4 separate regions of the Mus musculus genome follow, and regions 2, 3 and 4 are each linked to region 1. A link is a contact called in public HiChIP or PLAC-seq and capture Hi-C data. All regions are on one chromosome and are shown on one strand. Each heading gives the region's core, a stretch centred on a gene start, on an enhancer-like site or on the middle of the called end of the contact. The rest is flanking DNA. Distances are from core to core; before and after follow the strand shown.

Region 1 (3,316 bases), core at 307-2,806:
GCCTCCAGTGGAGCAACTCACAAACACTGTGTGTCCTGTCCCACTCTCCTGCAAGGCATGAACATCTTGAAGAAGATGATGATGATGGAGAGGTTTGAGGCTAGAGAGGGAAGGTGATAGCAGTGGCTTCAAATCTAAAGTAACCAGGACATAAAAGCTGTCCAGGGGTTGAGGAAGGTGGATCTGCTAAGTCCCAGGATCTGGCATGGGAAGCCAGGATGTCTTGTAGAGTGCGCATGGCAGAGCTGTGTGGCAGGGCTGTGTGGCAGGCCTGTGGAGGGTTCATTCTCTGTCCCTCGTCTCTTGCAGATTCTGTCTTTGGCTTCCCTGGAAGCTGAGGCTCAAGGCTCTCTCTGCACAGAGCAGGGGAAAGGTGGGAGTAATCATGGGAGACATGTCACGGGGAACAGTGAGGACAGTCAGGATGTGACTGTCTGAGGAAGGCTGTAAGGGAGGGCCTATGGAAGCAGCTGCCCCACGTACAAGCCACCGTCCCACTCCACACTCCACCCAAGGACCCTGGCTGAGGGTCAAACCCTCCTTAGCTCTTCCCATTATTCCATCAGCTTGGGGCTGTCATTAGCCCCCAGCACCAAACAAAGGCCCCTCGTCCAGGCGGCTGCATCCGCTGGGCTAATTAATTGGATTAATGGCAGAGCAGCCCACACTGGGGCTGCGGGATCACTTCAATGAGTCTTCCACACCCGTCCCCCGAGTCTTTGGGGTATGGGGAGGCAAATTGAGTTAAAATTGAAGAGATGGCTGCATTCATTAGCCCGCCCACCCTCTGAAGTCGCTGGTTAATATGCAAACTATTAATATGCAAATCAGCACAAATGCAAAATAGAAGAGTGAGCGCTCCCTCCTTTGGAAACCAGCTCTAGCCGCCATGGCTTCCAGCAGAAGGTGGAGGCCGGTGCCTTGGCACAGATCTGAGGTGGGAGGCAGAGCTCAGTGTCAGAAATCAATTAAAAATGGTAACTGTGCACTTTATCAGGTGCAACACTGTTCACCTGTACCAGCCCCCAGGGCGGCTGGAAGAGGCTGGTCTGGACCATTTTTGCCTTTGCAGGCTTTGGCTTTGCGGCTTTGAGCAACCCCCCTCCAAGCAATCAGGAAGCAGGTCCTGTTACAGTTTGATCGCCAGAGGTCAGAAGTCAAAGCAGAAAGCTCACCTAGGTGCTGCCTGTGGTAGGGATTCCTGGATTCAAGCAATTGTTTCATGGGTGAAATCGTTTGCTCCTTTTCAATGAGCTTGTTTCTCAACCAACCATTGCCACATGCTTTAGATATTAAAGGGAGAGAGAAGGGAGGGAGGGAAGGGAGGCGAAAGAGTGAGGAAAGACACGGAAGGGAGGAGGGAGAGTCCTTTTGGTTTCTGTCTCTGTGTCCTTTCCCAGAAGCAGGCAAGCTGCTATTTGCACAGGTTCCTGTTACACCCTAGCTGCACTCATCAGAAACAGCCACTTTCCTCTCATTCCAAGCAGAGGTTGCCCAGCGCACACCCACACCTAGCTCCGCTGATCAGTTACATTGTATCTGAAGTCCTCCCTCACTCTGCTACACACGCTATGCTCCCTCGGAAGAGCTAGGTTCCTGGCTCACATGCTATCACCACAGCGTCGGTGGAATTCTTAGCATGCGGAACATTGGGCATCTGTGGTGATGACAGGCAGCACGGCATCCCCAGGTGCCGTGGGCAGGGATGCCTGTGGCTACAGTCCTCTGTGAGAAGCAGAAAGCATTTCTGTTCTATCCAGCCCTTGGGTCCCACGGCGGAAGCATGTCTCCCCCAACTAGGGAACACAGGGTCTCAATGTGTGACTTATCTCTAATGCTGGGTGGTTTTGGAACTATGTTGGTTAGGGTCCCCCCCCCCCCCCTTTTAACCTGACACACGCTAGAGTTGTCTAATAAGAGCTAACCTTGATTTAGAAAATGCCTCCCTCGGGCTGGCCTGTAGGCAAGCCTGTAGGGTGTTTTCTTGATTGGTGATTGATGTGTAAGGGTCTGTCTTACTGTGGGTGGTACCATGTCTGGGCCAGGATTATAAGAAAACCAACCGAACAAGCCAGGGGGCAGGGGGGAGCAAGCCAGTAAGTAGTGTTCCTCCAATGACTTCTGCTTCCGTTCCTGCTTCCAGATTCCTGCCCTGACTTCCGTCTGTAATGGACTGTGATAGAGTATATCACATATGTGGTAGGGATATATAAGCCAGATAAACCCTTTCTTCTCCAAGTTGCTTTAGATTATACGGTTTCACCACAGCAATAGAATCCCTGACTAAATCACAAATTGGTACCAGAGAGTGGACTGTTCCTGTGACAGATCTGACCATGTTTGGGGGAGGATTGTGGGAGGAGATTGGAACATCAGGCTAGAAAAGCTATTGAGTGTTCAGAGCTTAGGGGAACACAGGGTACTGCTAAAAGCAGTGCAGAGAACGGAGGTCTAGCTTCAAGTTTCTGAGGAAAGTGATGACTCTATCAGGGCCCTTTGTGTGATATTTTGAATTAGAATCTGTGGTTATGATCAGTCGGAACTGAAAGTTGGCTGTGATTAACAAGAGACCAGACCATTGATGTGACATCTTTGCTGTGCCGGGACAGCTGATGCTGGTTGGCTAGGGCTGAAGAGTCAGCAGAGGTTAAGAAGAGGCTAGCATCACTGAGGCAGGAGCTGATAAGTGTTTTCTTGGGGGAAGCACACAGAAGCCATAGCCCAGAGGGGTCTACAGTTGGCAGCCAAACTTGGTAATGTGTGACAATTTCCCGGGTGTTAATGATTTTGAAGGCATGAAGGGCTCATGGAGAAAGACTGAGGCTTTGCACCACATGGTAGGGTCAGTGATCCTGAGGAGAAACCAGGAGACCATTGGCTAAGGTGCAGCCTGCGGTGATCCTAGCATATTGATGTTCCTGCAGCTGTGGGATGATCATCAAGGACAGCAGCAGCTGTGAGGTAGAGCCGGCCTGAGTCTGTGAGACATACTGTGAGCTTCAGATCCACAGAAACAGAGGAGTAGATCTGCCCAAGCTCTTTGCCGTTCAGAATGATCCCCAGACATTAAGCGCTAAACCTTTTACACCATTGATTTTTTTCTCCTTTTTATTTACTCTTCTCTCCTATATTATATCCTATATATGGTTGGTATATGATATACAATACACTCTCCTATATTATATCCCATATATGATTGGTATATGATATATAATACACAATGCACAGTATATAGTACAGGATACATGATATATATATAATATATATGGAATGTAATATATAGAAACTTCCCCTTTCCCCCAGATCTAGCCTCCCT
Region 2 (3,316 bases), core at 318-2,817, 400 kb after region 1:
GGTGCTGAATGTGTGACCTCACCGATCCCCAGAACCACAAGCCACAAAGCCAAAGTAGGCTCACAGGAAGTGTGCACATCACATGCTGAACCACGGCTGAGGCAGGAGGAGGAAGACCAGCCTGGGCTACATATTGGCCTAAAGTCAGTCCAGGTTATCCCTCTGAAAACAATGAACCTCACAGCCCCCTCCCCAGTGAAAGCCCTGGGTGGTAAAATCACTCAGTGGAATCTTGGAGATGCAGGGGCTGAAGGGTGGTGATGGCGGTGGAGACGGTGGCGATGATGATGACGGTGACTGTGATGATGATGATAGTAATGTTTATGGTGATGTCAGAAATAATAATAGCAGATATCTCGCTAGCTCTCACCCTCATCACCATCATCACTATCATCATCATTGTCACCAGGCCTGTAGCTCGTAGGCTAGGGCTTCCCAACTACTCTGGGCCCAGTTCAGGGCCGGACTAGAAATCATGAGACCGAGGAAGGTCTGGCTTTCCCAGCCTGCCCCAAGAGGCCTCACACAACGGTGGAGCCCAAACAAACGAGACCCCAAACAGGCTGCCCTGCCCAAGCTGCAGACCCCTTCCGGCCCTGCCAGAGCTCCATAGAGAAGCAGAAGGAAAAGGGAACCCTTGGAAACCTTGGTCCCAGGGCTGCTTCCCGAGGCCAGGGACACTCATCCCAGGGAATCGCTGAGCAACTGAAGAGGGAGGGAGAAGGGACAGGAAACCATGTCCAGCAGTGGGTGGAGGACCAGAAACCACGTGGGAGGGACCGGAAACCACATTGGGGGTGGGAGGCTGGGGTCTGATTCTGCCAATGCAAATCTTCCCAGGCTGCACTGGGCTATGGATTGTGTCCTGGAAGAGCTCAGGCTAGCCTTGTTCATGCCATGCTTTACCCAGCTCAGTGGGGAAAAAGTGGTTTACATGGGGCTCCATAGGATTCGAACCCAGGCTCCCAGACACCATTCTGGCTCTTCCTATGCCTCAGTGCAGGCCTTGAATGAATGGGGAAACTGAGGCTAAGCGTGTACGGTAGCAACTACCCGTAGCCCAGGATGGATAACCCTACCAGGTCCTTCTTCCCCTAAGACCTGACACTACCATCTTCCCAGTGCTCAGATGGGGAAACTGAGGTCTGGAGACAGCACGCACCCATAATTACAGACAGACCAGTCGCCCTGGCAGCTCTCCATCCGGAAACCCCACCCACCTCTGATTTGGTGACCTCTGCAGGCCAGAGCTTTGTGTTACCCTAGGCTAGCCTAGGTCAGTCTGTTTGTCTGTAAAATGGGTCTCGGTTATGAGGACACTGATAGTAACTATATGCCTGCAGCCCCCCACTGTGTGCTCACAGCCCCACTAGGTGACTACAGAATAGCTAGGTCCCTCTTATGGAATTTGGTGGTGTGAGTGGCAGGGCGTGGGGGGGGAGGCGAGGCATGTGAGGTATTAGTGTGTGGGCGTGGCTATGAGCGGGGTGTTGCTGTGGGGAGGGGCCTGCTGGGTGGGCTTGTTTGCGGGCATGGTGTGTGGGCAGAGCGTGCAGAGAGATTTGAGGACTGAGACCTGGGGAAGCCGCACCCAACTCCACCCAACCTACCTATCTGATGCTGGGAGGCTGAGCCCAGTACTGCCTGCCAGACCTCAGTTTCCCTACTGGGATAGCCTGCAGAGAGGACTGACCTCCGTCACCTGAGCCTGGCCAGCCTGCCAGTTTGAAACAGTGAATGAGGCCTAGCCTGTGCTACAAAATCATGTCTGAGTGGTGGCCACCATCAGTGCCTGCAGGAAGGGAAAACCTTCCACTAAGGCAAACCGCCATTTCCACAATTCAGGTTTGGCTCAGTGTCCAAGGATAAGGAGGGTGGGAGGGGATCCCGCATCCCAGAGTCCCTGGCAGGGGCAGGGCTGAGCTCTCTTCCAGCACACCCAGAGCAGCCAAGGCTTACCCCCACCCCTACCCCTCAGCTCCACCCCAGGGGTGCTAGCGGTCCATTTGAAAGTGAAGAGAAAGCATCACAAAGGAGACAGGACCTTCTGGAGAAGGGAAGAGGCACACAGAATGAAGACAGACCAGCTCTAGCTTTCCTCCTGGAGAGCTCCACCCAAGCAAACCCAAGACAGATCTGGGCTCAGGCATCCCCAGGATCAGCTGGGGCTGGCATGCTTTGGGCCAATTACCGGGCAGGGGTGGTGGCTACTCTGAGGTTGAACATGAGCTGCCCCATGCTGGGGGGTGCTCAGGTCAGTTGAGGCCACCTTTATTTGGAGATAGAGATGATGATATATTTAATGTGATTTCTGCCAGGACCCCCTCCCCGATTAAAAACTGTGGGTACTTGCTTGTCTTCAAATGCAGCCAGGCAAGCCTGGTCACATAGATTTCTAACCCGACCCTGTTAAATGATAATAAAAACCAAGAGAATGCACGGGGAAGCCTAACAAGGTGGGAGGCTACCTAGCAGGACCAGGGCAGGCAGGGGACAGTGCCTAAAGCAATGTTGTGACCTTTTAACACGGTTCCTCGTGTTGGGGTCACCCCCAGCCATAAAATTATTTCCCTTGCTACTTCATAACTGTGAGTTTGCTACTGTTATGAATCGTAACGTAAATATCTGAGAGGCAGGATATCTGATATGTGACCCCTGTGGAAAAAGGTCACTTGGTCCCCCGAAGGGCTCTCAACCCACAGGTTGAGAACAGCTGGCCTAGAGGAAGGTGTGGGGGAACCTCAGTCCCTGGGTTGTGCATCACTGTGCTCGGGCTGTTCTTTCTTGACACTGCACGGCTCCAGGCTCCTCAATAGCCTTGATCTCTCCAAGCCACCCTGGCAGTCAAAATGACACAAGCCTGGCTGTCTGGAGTACATATTCATGGGGACAGGGGGAGGGTGAAAGAACATGCTGGTGTGGCTTCTAAAGAAGGGAGAGCATCCATCCCTGGTCAGCTCAGCCCCAGCCTTGAGAGTGTGAGTTTGAGGCAAGCCTGGGCTATGTCTCAGAAGAGGGAAGACCTACACGGTGCCTCTCCCATCACGTCCTGGTGACTGGGGTGGGTGACAAGCAGCAAGGATGGGCTTGTGACTAAGAGCTGTCTGGCTTGTGTCTTCACTGCCCACACCCGCACACCGCCAGCAATGCCTGTGAGATGTTCTTAGCAACCTCCAGGGGATCTTCTACAGCAGTTCCCTCACATTAGCAAGGGGCAGGTTCTCCAAAGCCCACACAAGCAGAGATCGAAGAAGCAGCTGCACGGAGCAGGGGGTTTAAAAACAAATGGATTTGGGCCGGCAAAATGGCTCAGCGG
Region 3 (3,316 bases), core at 603-3,102, 370 kb before region 1:
GTGTAAGAGGATTCTTCTTGGGAAGGCTCTTCCCCACTGAGATCTTGGAATCTAAGGAATGTACTGGCAGCAGCAGGCCCAGGACATCAAGCCTTGGACATGCAGGATGGCTGGGCTTTTTCCCAGCATCACCGGCTGCTTGACTCGTTCCAGAGTCACCTTCTAGCTCAGGGGTCAAGTCTCAAGCACTTCAAAACTTTCCCAGGTTCTCGGGCCTTTGTGGTCTCTCACTCACACTCCAGTCTCTGATTTCACTCTCCAACCCCCAACCCCAAACCAGCTTTCTGGGGCCAGTTCTGTGCTAGGTGAGCCATCCCACCTAGCCACCCATCAACCAAGGTGTTGAGAAAACTGCCGGAGACTCTTAGTAAGATGGAGGGTCTAGCCTGGGCTCAGGCGCTGTGCCACCTGCACAAGCCACTTAAATTGGCTGAGACTCTGAGTCCCATGCGTAAAACGGTGTGATAGAGACATCTGCCCAAAACTTACATAAAATGTGAGATAGTCTTAGGATATTCTGGTCACTCATTTGTATGCTTCTCAGGTGTGAATTTTGTGGAGGACAATGTTAACATCACAGAGTTGGACCCGCCTGCCTCTCCCTCATCTCCCCTTTCCCCCATGTCTTTTTAAATTTTTTAAATTTCATTTTTTATGTGCTGCACTGGCTGGTTTTGTGTGTCAACTTGACTCAGGCTGGAGTTATCACGAAGAAAGGAGCTTCGGTTGAGGGAATGCCTCCATGAGATCCAGCTGTAAGGCATTTTTCTCAATTAGTGATCAAGGGGGAAGGGCCCACTGTGGGTGGAGCCATCCCTGGGCTGGTTGTCTTGGGTTCTATAAGAGAGCAAGCTGAGCAAGCCAGGGGAAGCAAGCCAGTAAAGAACATCCCTCCATGGCCTCGGCATCAGCTCCTGCTTCCTGACCCAATTGAGTTCCAGTCCTGACTTCCTTTGGTGATGAACAGCAATGTGGAAATGTAAGCTGAATAAACCCTTTCCTCCCCAACTTGTTTCTTGGTCATGATGTTTGTGCAGGAACAGAAACCCCGACTAAGACATGTGCATTAGTGTTTTGCCTGCATGTATGTCTGTGTGAGGGTGTCAGTTCTTGGAGTTATAGACAGTTATGAACTACCATGTGGGTGCTTGGAATCAAACCTGGGTCCTCAGAAAGAGCAGTCAGTGCCCTTAACCACTGAGCCATCTCTCCATCTCTTCATCTCTTGGCAGACAGGGTTTTGCTATACAGTCCAGGCTGACCTTGACCTAATGATGTCCTCCGTCAGTCTCTTGAGCGCCTGACTTTTTACATGGAGCTGTGAACAAAAATCTACTCACCTCAGGTAGGACATCAATGACAGGCCAAAGAGCCTACTGCGTGCAAGTCCAGCTTAGGGGACCAGTGAGTGTATCGGGGTCACTTATAGGTGTGTAGCCGACTCGAAGGAATTGTATCGCTGAAAACCCAGCGTGGTATCAGGTAGCTCATGAAAGCAACCTTCCAGAGTCCCACAGGCTGCAGCAGGGTGTGGCAGAACCTCCCCTGCTTCCCAAGCAACTGTTTCCGTTTCTCTAACCCTGGGGAGGGGCCTTGGGAAGCTGGTAGACCCAGAGCTTCCTGGGGCTTGCGGGTTTGTTTACCTTTAGAGTCCCAAGGAGTTTCATTCTGAGCCTCTCTCAGGTAGGGAACTTCTGTGCAAGCCCAGAGTCCAAAGAAATGCCCCTGCCCCTGAGTTCATCCCTTTGAGGTATTCGGTTACAGCAGTGAAAAAAAGTCACTAATACTCCCCTCCAGAAACTTGTCCCTGGGACTCACACAGTGTGGGGAGCGGGCAAGGCTCCGCCTCCTTAGAGAAAGAACACTTGGGGCTTAGGTGTTCTGCCCCACTGTGATGGGGGGCGGGGGAGGGGCAGGCTGCTCTGTGTCCCTGGCTGCCGTGCTGGAAGCCCATGCACAGCAGAGGTACATTGCAGGAATAAATATGGTTTTAGGCAGGGATATGGGACACGGGATTTATCCCTTATAGCTTATGGGACACGGGATTTATCCCTTAGCTCCAGGTCCCCGTGGAGAGGCCCCACACGGGACATCAGATCTCACCGCACTTCCGTGTTCCCAGGAAACATCTCCCCCACCCCATCCCCAGGCATTAGCTGCTCATTAATACACAGTGCTGCAAGAGTCATCTGTAATCAGATGCTAACGGAGTTTTCTGTGGGAGTGGGCGGGCCAGGTCACGGACGAAAGCCGAGCCAGCTGATGGTTATGATCGATCGATAACCTATTTATTTCCCAGAGTTTCTATTAACCTCTGCGAGCCGATCGTGGTTTCAATTTGGAAGGCTGGGGCCCGCTTTGCTGACTGGACGAGTCTGATTGAAAGCCGGCCCCTGACGTGACCCCAAGGGCGAAATCCAATTAAAATGATTTTCACTTGTAGATTAATATTTTTAGCATGTTCTACATCCTGGGATTTATCATCCCTGGCAGTAAGTAATGTCTTGTGACAGGAGCAGGTGGATTGGCACTGACATCAATAGTGGTACTGATTTGTACACTCGCCAGGACCTGGGACAGCTTTGGGGTGATGGCAGCCACGGTGGTTTCTAGAGAGAGGGCACCTCTCTAGTCTGCCTATCTGCCCATCCTTTTCTGGGAGGTGGCTGGGTTTGGCTGTTGCCTGAGTAAGCCATTCTTGGGACTCTGAGCTCCTGAAGGGTCGGTGTGATGTCATGTGTACTCTGTAATCTGCTTATGTTTTGTGGTGTCCTTCCCTGGAGATGCACCCCACTGTGAGGGCAGGGGCTGACATATTGTTGGAGTATGGGCTGTTGATAGGAACAGAAGCAGAGGTCACTCCAAGCTGGGCCAATGAAAGCTTTGTGGGTCTGCTGGTTGGGTGAAGAAAGATCTACTCAAGCTAGGCCAATCAGTGACTTCACGGGGAAGTTGTAACTCAAAGCCAAAGCAGGAAGGGGTGGATCCAACTGGGCCAGTTCAGAGGACTAGGTGAGCTCCTCTCTGTTCTTTTAAAAAATTAATTAATTTATTATATATACAATTTATATAATATATACTATAATATAATATAATATAATATATGATATGTGATTTGTGATATATAACATAATATAATATATATGATACAATATACAATATACTATAAATGTAATCTGTAATATAATAGTACACTGTAGCTGTCTTCAGAAGAGGGCATCGGATCTCATTACAGATGGTTGTGAGCCACTATGTGGCTGATGGGATTTGAACTCAGGACCTTTGAAAAGCAGTCAGTGCTCTTAACCACTGAGCC
Region 4 (3,316 bases), core at 560-3,059, 300 kb before region 1:
TAGCTGGCCCCAGACCATCCAGACCTTCTAGCCAATCTCAGATATAGTGGCCCACCCAGACAGTCTAGACTCTTGGCACTCAGAAAAGCCACTGAGTACTAATTAGCCATGTACTAGTGAGTGACAATGAGTAAACAGATGTTGCTTAATACTGCCAGATACTGGGTCATTTTGTTACACAGCAGTAGCTAGCAGCTACACCTCTATCATGAAGACTTGCCTCGAGGACCAAGTATAACTGTGTGAGAAACAATGTTGCTGTGTGTGGAACCCTGACTCTGCCTGGCCTTATGCTCAGATGTGGGAAGAGTCCAAATGTGTGCCTTCAAGGGCAGAGCATCCCAGTGCCTCACACACAGGGCCTGGTGTCTATGCATTGGCTGTTGGATACTATTGAGCCTGAGACTCTTAAGCCTTCCTCTGGCTTGGGTGTGGGTTCGAACTATGTGTCTAGAGGCTCTGGTGTCTCCGTTGCCCAGGGTTAATTGGGAGGCAGACTTTCTTGTGGTAGAGCTGTGTTAGACCAAGGCAGGGCAGGCAATGGAATGTGGGCCAACCTCAGCCCATGTGTGAATACAGACTCTGAGGTCCCAGCTCAGCCCTTGAGTCAGAGAGAACATTGTAACCAAAGTCCAGTGGGTTTGTGTGCCTGGGTTCCAGTGCACACCAGTTTATCCACAACACACCCTGCCCCATACACACAGACAAAGCTAGCTATGCTAAGGGACTGGTAGGCATGTAAAACATTTCCAATCCAGTGCAGAAGGACACTTTGGTAAGATACAGTACAAACAGCTAACAACTACAGACTTTAAATGGGAAATCAAACCCTTGCTCCATGCCTTTGCTCTGAGGGTGGATTTGATAGATGTGGTATTGCTATCTGCCACACCCTGGTTCCCTTCCCCTATAGGTCTCTCTCTGTGACAGGGCACAGTTAGCCAGCACCAGGTGTCATGGCCCCGCTCTGCACACCACCACGCTGGCATACACAGTGGTGGTGCAGCAGACAGCACGAGCCATGCGGAGCTGTGTTTGACATTGTCGACTGGGAAAGACGCTGGCCTTGGGCCGCACTCAGCAAACTGCTGGCTGGTGATTCTCCTCTTCTTTCTCAGCCTCCTGAGGACTATGACCATAGGTTTATGCCACCAAATCTGGCTCAGTAATACTTAAAACAAACTTTCCTCCATTTCCTGGGTAGGTAATGGGGGCCCAGAGACGTTAAGTTACTTGCCCAAGGCCGCTTAACACACTGGTGGCGTAACCTGAGTCCATTTGTTTGAACATTTCAAGGCAGGGGATTGGAAAGGAAGGCATGTCAGCAAGCGACACGCAGAGGACATTGTACCCTGTACTCTGCGTGAGTGACAGCTGTCAAGGAGCCAGGCACAGGGGAGGGCTCTGGCGTCTCCATAGCCGTCTTTTATGGGAAGCTGGCATCTTAGAATCTTTACCAGCTCAGGGCTGGGAGGGTCTCCATGGCCCTACTGTGTGTGATGCAGAGCCTGCCCTCCTATCCATCCGTGCTGCCAGGGCACAGGGCCAAGCTCAATTCACTGGGGCCCTCTCTCTTCCTTTCCTGTCCCTAGAGCTCTAGGGGCCCAGCAGAGAGGCCTAGGGTCTGGCAGGCTGGGTGAGGGCTTGTTATCCACAGGCTGATGGCTGCCACTGAAGACTGCCCGAGGACATCCAGGCGGGAGCTGTTTCTGAGGCCTGCTGTGCCCGGAGAGCTGGCTGCCAGTGTCTGTGCCCAGGGTCCGTGTGCTTCTTCACTGACTCATTAATCCTGATTAACAGAAAAAGGCAGCAGGCGGGGGCCCTCTTAACAGGCAAGCGGCGGCTGGCGTGCTTTCACCAAGCACAGTGGTGCCCAGGAGACTCAACATCGATGAATTATTCAAACCAGCCAAGGCAGGGAAACCCAAAGACATGGCGTGGTGGCACCTGCCCCCGTCCTGCCCCCGGGGCTGCTGTACCCTGCATCTTGGGGCACAGGCCCAGGGCTCCTTGGTGACTGTGCTCCGACCCCTCCTTCTCAGATGGAAGTTGAATTTGCAATTGATTGTTCCCAAGTGCCTTAGAGGTCTAGTAATGGATCCAAAATGACATTTCCCACCTGCCGGTCCCCGGGGGACACTGAAAAGGGTTTGTGGATGGGCCTATGATGGAGAATGTGACAGGGGAGGCTCAGAAGAGGGATGCATGTGTGTATGCATGTATACATGCATGTGTGTGTATGTATGAACATATGTATGTATGTGTGTATACATGCATGTGCTTGTATGTGTACGCATGCTATGTGCATGTGTGTTTGTGTGTCTGTATGTATACATGCATGTGTGTATGGGTGCCTATTGGTGTACACGTTTGTGTGTGTGTACACATGTTTGTGTGTGTATGTGCATGTACACATGCACATGTGTTATAAGTATGTAATCGTCTTTTTTTGGTAATGTGTCTACACATACGCACATGTGTTATATGTATGTACACATGCATGTGTGTGTATGTGTATATGTCACACAGTAGCAGCAATGCCTGGAATGTTAGGAGAGGAACCGCCCAGGGCCCAGAATAGAATACCACACCAATGGGCTGAGGGAGTATTTGGAGAATACAAGGGGTAAACTGAGGTTGGAAGGGGGACAGGCACCTGCCCCAAGTTGCTAAGTAACTGAAAACCATGGAGCTGGGCTCACAGCCCAGGCTGATTTGTCCCCAGCAGACTGACCCATGGCTGGGCACAGGCAGTGTGCCAGGCCTTGAGTGAAGGGTTTTGTTCCCTGGCATCTTCATGATTCCTATATTGATTCCCATGAGGAAGTGGAGTTCACAGAGACTGTGCCTCAAGGTAGGCTGGAGAGAGGCAGCCTTGAGTGCAGAGTGGTCCTGTGGGGTGCTGGGCCTACATTGAAGTTAGTGGCTCTGGGCCTCCCTGTATGCCAGGAATACAGTCAGTGAAACAGCCCTCCTGCCCAGACTGGGCATGCTGGGGCTCATGCTGCCACCTCCCTTCTGTCCCCAGACATGTGGGTGTAATCAAGTTTTCTTTTTTTTTTTTGTAATCGACTTTTCTAAAACTGTCTTTATAGCACCCATGGCATTTGGGGAGTTTGAACAAAGGCCCGAGAAGAGATTTCTGGACAAAGGGTGCAGAGGACCTGGATGTCTGGGCGCAAAACTAGTCCCTCCCAGGATGCCTGCTGTTAGCTGTGAGCAGGGTTGAGCATCCACAAGGCTTTCCTGAGTAGAGGCAGAAGCTGCTAATGGGTTGGAGTCGGGATGGGGCCTCTGAGCCCAACCGTGATGTGAA

The links. HiChIP or PLAC-seq counts read pairs in DNA pulled down with a chosen protein or histone mark. Capture Hi-C pulls out chosen DNA fragments and counts their contacts.
Region 2: a contact with region 1 is called in a capture Hi-C map of embryonic stem cells, with 4 times the contacts expected there. The contact joins two enhancer-like sites. A contact is called at or near these places in 1 of 15 datasets of contacts at CTCF or cohesin (the NIH/3T3 cell line), 3 of 484 Hi-C or Micro-C datasets (cortical neurons and ganglionic eminence), 10 of 115 datasets of contacts at active chromatin or transcription factors (VIP interneurons, craniofacial prominence, embryonic basal ganglia and 6 more) and 1 of 9 other capture datasets (embryonic stem cells).
Region 3: a contact with region 1 is called in an H3K27ac HiChIP or PLAC-seq map of embryonic stem cells, with 11 read pairs. The contact joins the promoter of 1700028D13Rik here to the enhancer-like site in region 1. A contact is called at or near these places in 1 of 484 Hi-C or Micro-C datasets (myocytes), 4 of 115 datasets of contacts at active chromatin or transcription factors (astrocytes, embryonic basal ganglia and embryonic stem cells) and 1 of 9 other capture datasets (embryonic stem cells).
Region 4: an H3K4me3 HiChIP or PLAC-seq map of embryonic basal ganglia shows a contact between it and region 1, with 3 times the contacts expected there. The contact joins two enhancer-like sites. A contact is called at or near these places in 3 of 484 Hi-C or Micro-C datasets (embryonic stem cells, muscle stem cells and nephron progenitors), 2 of 115 datasets of contacts at active chromatin or transcription factors (embryonic basal ganglia and embryonic forebrain) and 1 of 9 other capture datasets (embryonic stem cells).

Annotation. Positions count from the first base shown.
Region 1 is chr5:111,834,296-111,837,611 of GRCm38.p6, reverse strand. No RefSeq gene overlaps it. Among named protein-coding and RNA genes, the nearest start is that of Gm36535, 43 kb to the right of the region's middle. Within about 2 kb of position 1,556, at least 35 of the 459 cell types and tissues checked have an H3K27ac peak or open chromatin away from gene starts, as enhancers often do. A contact at or near this core is called in cortical neurons, embryonic basal ganglia, embryonic forebrain and 1 more, where this site is marked.
Region 2 is chr5:111,437,197-111,440,512 of GRCm38.p6, reverse strand. The region is part of intron 2 of Mn1 (meningioma 1); the gene reads right to left. Among named protein-coding and RNA genes, the nearest start is that of Mn1, 22 kb to the right of the region's middle. Within about 2 kb of position 1,567, at least 12 of the 459 cell types and tissues checked have an H3K27ac peak or open chromatin away from gene starts, as enhancers often do. A contact at or near this core is called in cortical neurons and embryonic stem cells, where this site is marked.
Region 3 is chr5:112,205,299-112,208,614 of GRCm38.p6, reverse strand. 1700028D13Rik (RIKEN cDNA 1700028D13 gene) reads right to left here and starts at 1,852. Exons shown (of 3, transcript NR_045378.1): 1 at 1,644-1,852.
Region 4 is chr5:112,132,379-112,135,694 of GRCm38.p6, reverse strand. No RefSeq gene overlaps it. Among named protein-coding and RNA genes, the nearest start is that of Gm30032, 13 kb to the right of the region's middle. Within about 2 kb of position 1,809, at least 54 of the 459 cell types and tissues checked have an H3K27ac peak or open chromatin away from gene starts, as enhancers often do. A contact at or near this core is called in embryonic basal ganglia and embryonic forebrain, where this site is marked.